Regions from separate parts of the Rattus norvegicus genome. Here region 2 is linked to region 1. A link is a contact called in public Hi-C data. All regions are on one chromosome and are shown on one strand. Each heading gives the region's core, a stretch centred on a gene start, on an enhancer-like site or on the middle of the called end of the contact. The rest is flanking DNA. Distances are from core to core; before and after follow the strand shown.

Evidence for each region. A called contact is a pair of places that touch in the nucleus more often than the background predicts.
Region 2: a Hi-C map of prefrontal cortex shows a contact between it and region 1, with 5 times the contacts expected there. The contact joins the enhancer-like site here to the promoter of Pcdhga12 in region 1. A contact is called at or near these places in 11 of 12 Hi-C or Micro-C datasets (the A7r5 cell line, the Rat2 cell line, frontal cortex and 6 more).

The regions. Positions count from the first base shown.
Region 1 is chr18:29,842,626-29,845,193 of GRCr8, reverse strand. It overlaps Pcdhga12 (protocadherin gamma subfamily A, 12), which reads right to left and starts at 1,297. Exons shown (of 4, transcript NM_001037337.1): 1 at 1-1,297. The coding sequence starts at 1,110. All of the region lies in intron 1 of Pcdhga1 (protocadherin gamma subfamily A, 1), which reads right to left. All of the region lies in intron 1 of Pcdhga2 (protocadherin gamma subfamily A, 2), which reads right to left. All of the region lies in intron 1 of Pcdhga3 (protocadherin gamma subfamily A, 3), which reads right to left. It also overlaps Pcdhga5, Pcdhga7, Pcdhga8, Pcdhga9, Pcdhga10 and Pcdhgb7, and 2 more genes.
Region 2 is chr18:29,928,885-29,931,452 of GRCr8, reverse strand. Diaph1 (diaphanous-related formin 1) reads left to right here. Exons shown (of 28, transcript NM_001107393.3): 25 at 305-469; 26 at 573-708. Among named protein-coding and RNA genes, the nearest start is that of Pcdhgc5, 32 kb to the right of the region's middle. Within about 2 kb of position 1,297, at least 16 of the 93 cell types and tissues checked have an H3K27ac peak or open chromatin away from gene starts, as enhancers often do. A contact at or near this core is called in prefrontal cortex, where this site is marked.

The sequences.
Region 1 (2,568 bases), core at 48-2,547:
ATTTAAAAGGGCTATTAATGTCCCTCGGGGAGAGTTTTCTGGAACGGGGCTGTTGAGGGAGGTGATGGCTACTTCAGGGGCATTGTCGTTCACGTCCAGAACTGTGACCAGGACCTTGGCCCGTGCAGAAAATCCCGCGTTATCTGTTGCTTGCACTTCCATCTCGTAGAACCCCGATTCTTCATGGTTCAGCTCCCCTATTGTTGATATTGTTCCCAAATTACTGTCTAGCTTGAAAACTTTAGCTGCCTTGTCATCTACATACCGGAAGGAATAGATCACTTCCGCATTGGATCCTTCGTCCCGGTCGGTGGCGTTGACCAGCAGCAGCTGAGTGCCCACGGCCACGTTCTCCCGCACATTCACGCGGTACTCGGACCGAGCAAACGCTGGCGCGTTGTCATTTGCATCTAGGACCGTCACAAGGATGCGCGCCGTGCCGGAGCGAACCGGGTCTCCCGCGTCCGAAGCGGTGAGGACTAGGAGGTGAGCGGCCTTTTCCTCCCGGTCCAGCGAGCTCTCCAGCACCAATTCTGGGTACTTGTTACCATCAGCTCCCTTCTGCACCTCGAGCGAGAAGTGAGCATTCGGGCTGAGCTGGTAGCTCTGAAGAGAGTTCTTCCCGATATCTGGATCCCAAGCGTGGGGAAGAGGGAATCGCATTCCAGCGGCGGCGTTTTCACTCATTTTTATTTCTAATTCACTTTCACGGAAGTAGGGTGCGTTGTCGTTAATGTCCCTCACTTCTATTTCTACTCCGTATATTTTCCCTATATCTTCCATTAGAATCTCTAGATTTAACTGACACTTGATGGACCCCATACACAGCTCCTCCCGGTCTATCTTGCCCGCGGTGACCAAGCTGCCGCTTCGAGGGTTTAGAGCGAAAAGTTGAGCCCTACCTCTGGAGACGATGCGGACCCCTCGCTCCGCCAGCTCGCGGGGCTCCAGCCCCAGATCCTTGGAGATGTTGCCCACCCTAGATCCTTTCTCCAGCTCCTCCGGAACGGAATAGCGTATCTGGGTGGATCCGGCTTCCCACAGCATCCCGAAGAAGACTCCCAGGAATACCAGCCCTTTGCAGTCCTCCGGCCTTTGCATGGGGATCATTGTCAGTTGAGGATGATTTCCAATTCTGCCTCTGACCACTGAAACCAGAATCCGCTTTTGAAGGCTCGGAGCACGACAGTTAGGAGGTGGGACTCCAGGCCAGTTTGCTCCTAGAGGTGTTTTGTCTCAATCTATCCGCATTGTGCTTTAGGCTCGTGCAACGCGGGCTGGGCTTCGCTGCCTTTTCCTCCCCGTGGGTGAACAGCGGCGCTCAGAGTCCGAATCGATTACTGCACAGTCGTGAACTCCGGGAGAGGATTTTTGGGCTGTGAACCTTAAATAGCTCCACCTACTGTTTTTCATGTGGAGATGGAAACAGAAGACGAAACCATACTGGGCAGTTGAGAGATCATTTCGGTGCCCCAATTCCCCCCGCCCTTCAATTCACTTTGAATTATTTTCAGTAGTCCCCCCCCATATATTTTCAATCAGACAAGATTTTCAATAGATTTCTTGAAAATTCCTAAAGGGAAGAACTATTGTAACAAGTTGGAATTTAATGCTGAAAACAAAATTTCACAATCATATGAAAACCAAGCATGAGAACTCTTATAGTACACATTATCAGATTCGTACGTGGCAGTTAATCAAGCAATGGAGATGATTAACCCCGTTAGAGTGAGTGGAAAGACTCCGACCTGCATTAACGTGAACTGGAGATAGCATTACACAATTATACAGATGTACTGTATTGCAAAAAGGACATTTGGAATTGAGACTTAGTGAAAGAAAATTAGTAACCCGAATTATACGATAAATTTTCCTTCTCCTGGGTAATTCTAATAACTGAGAACTACTGGCCATACATTTAGAAGCACATCAGAATGCAGAAAAGATTCTAGGAGTCGATTGTCTGGACATTTTTCATGGGAATAGAAACGATATTGGAGAAGAGGCTCTTTTTGGTGACGGCTGCTGGACAGTGAGCGTTAGGTTATCACCAATGTGCAATTATAAACTCTAATTGAGCTACCCTCCAGTCTCTGGTAGCCATAAAATAAGATTAGAAGAAAACTTACTCATAAGACATAAAAGTGAGATTAAAAGAACCCCTGCTATATCTGAATACTATTACCAAATTATTATCACATAATTTTGAAAACTTTTTGTATATATTATTTCTCAGTTTATAATTAATACAGAAAAAGATCAAGATACTGATCTCCCAAGAAACTACCGCAGAAAGTCAAAAGTATAGCTCAGCTAAAAATATTTGAGCAGGATCACCGAGAGACGGCTCAGGCAGTAAAGGTGCTTGCTGCCAAGCCTAACCAGCAGGACCCTGGGACTGCCGAAGGCGAAGGGTGATGGCCAGAATCACAACGAAAAGAAAGAGCACTGAGACTAAAGCCAAGGCCACCACCAGGTAAAACTGAAGCTCACTCTGGGGGTCAGATGGCAAAATTCCATTTCTGGAACCCACAATGGTAGAAACAGAGACCTGGCTCCCAAAGTTGT
Region 2 (2,568 bases), core at 48-2,547, 86 kb before region 1:
TTTGAATGGTTCTCCAACCTAGGCCTGTTACTTTTGTTTTTGTTTCTGACCTGGGTCTGTTTCTTTTTGGTTGTTGTTGTTGTTACTTGGTTTTTTTGTTTGTTTTGTTGGTTGGTTGGTTGGTTGGTTTTTCAAGACAGGGTTTCTCTGTGTAGCTCTGGCTGTCCTGGAGCTCTCTCTGTTAACCACACTGGCCTCGAGCACTCAGCGATCCATCTGCCTCTGCTGGGATTAAAGGTGTGTGCCATCACCACCCCCATCGTGGGTCGGCTTCTTGGTCTTGCTCCTTTACTCCTGGCTGCACAGCTTTGTGAAGGATGCACAGGAACAGTATAACAAGCTACGGATGATGCACTCCAACATGGAGACTCTCTATAAGGAGCTAGGCGACTACTTCGTCTTTGACCCTAAGAAGTTGTCTGTAGAAGAATTTTTTATGGATCTGCACAACTTTAGGAATATGTTTTTGGTGAGCAAGCATGAACTGCTATTTTTCATGGGGTTCCTAATGTTTCCTGGTGGATTTACATGTTTCCACATATCCTCCATCTGGTCTCCCTCCCCTTCTCCAGCAAGCAGTCAAGGAGAACCAGAAGCGCCGGGAAACAGAAGAAAAGATGAGGAGAGCAAAACTAGCCAAGGAAAAGGCGGAAAAAGAGCGACTGGAGAAGCAGCAGAAGCGAGAGCAGCTCATAGACATGAATGCAGGTGAGTAGTGGAAAGGGCACTGGAAGGTTCTCTGTCTGGAACACAGGGTATTCGGGTCTAAACGGAGCTCTTGGCAAATGGCTTTTGGCAGCCTTCTGCCTCCAAGCTCCGGATGCTGGATTTTAACATGTTTTCCTTTTCCTCTCCTTTGCTGGTTCTTGGATTATATCTTACCACCCTTGTGATTTGGGAATTGCTGCCACACTTAACTCTTCTACCTGTCAAAAAACGTTCCCTGACCTGTCCTCATTCCTGCTAAATATTTGGGGTTTCCAAAATGTTTCTCTGACTCCTCCGTCTTGTAGTAGCTCTCCTCTCCTCTTATTTCACCAATTCCTATTCCTATTACCTCATAGAATGTTGTGTGCATGTCTGAGATCATAAATGGATTGAACTTTCCTAGAAGGGGGTGAAAAGCTGGCCACTCTTTCTCCAGCAGAAACATGTCTTTGTTTGAGCATATGGTCTCAATTACTGGCCCTCTGTTTCCTGTCTCTGCTTCTTTCCTGCTGAGGATTCCCCGCCCCCACTGCTCCTTTGGGCAGCGGAAATACAGTAAATGCAGCATACATTGCACATGGCCCTGAGCTGATCTGTAAGGCCCATAAGCCCCTGAAAGTGAGGAGTTCTTGAATCTGTCAAGTCTTAAAAATTTGCTGAGCAGAAACAGTAAAGACCAACATGGTTTGCTCCCAGAGTCCTTGAGAGTAGTTTCTTGCCTTTGTCTCAGTTGTATTTAAGCCATCAACTTTGTTCCCATAAAACTGTTAAAATTTATACCAAGTGTTCATCATTTCCTCACTGTTCTCCCTGGGCCTCCAGGGCTTTACCCTTTCTATATTGTCTAAGAAGTAATGGGAGCAAGGTGGAGTCCAAAGGACATTTGGGATAAGGGCTATAACCCAGCCAGCAGATGGCGTAGTGGACCTTACCCTATTCTAAGTGCCTGGGTCAAGCAAATGAAATTGAATGTAGGTCAGCTGCACTGGTGATGTGCAGACAGCAGATGGCGCTGGCAGTAATGAACCCTAGTCTTCAGCTAGTAGCCAACCAGCTCCTTGGGATTTCAGTTTCAGATTTCACTATCCTGAGCTGTTACCATGGAAACTGAGCCTGGCTAGAACTGGGATTCTACCTTAACTCTTTGCATTCCAGCCAGGCTGCTTTCAGCTTGTCATGTGCAGAGTTATGTTCAGGAAGATGCAACCACTGGAAGCAGTAGTAACACGAAATTCAGTCTTGACCAGTGGGTTCTCTTCCTTAGCCCTCCTGAAGACCAGGCCCTCAGTCGTTGATGTGGACTGGAGTGAAACACTGAGATTGATAATAATTATAATAGTTGCTAACCCCCACAACCCCCCCCACACACACATATACACATAATTCTTCCTACTTAGCCCAGGCTAGCTTCAAACTCCACATCTTCCTGCCTCTCCTGGGGTTACAGACATGGTAGCTTTGCCTGGCATAGCTGCCTTTTGATTCATAAGCATGGCCTCTGCCTGCTCAGGTCTTAGAGTTAGTGTTAAGAGTCTGTGTGCTGGGGCTGGAGAGATGGCTCAGTGGTTAAGAGCACCGACTGCTCTTCCCAAGGTCCTGAGTTCAAATCCCAGCAACCACATGATGGCTCACAACCATCTGAAATGAGTCTGATGCCCTCTTCTGGTGTGTCTGAAGATAGCGACAGTGTAACCATAATATATAATAAATAAATAAAATATTTAAAAAAAAAAAAAAGAGTCTGTGTGCTGGTCCTGATTAGTGTGGGTAGGATGACATTGCAACAGTCCCTCAGGATTCACACTGACAGGCAGTGACTGTCTTAAGGCAGTTTATAAACCGACACAGGGAAAGTAAGCA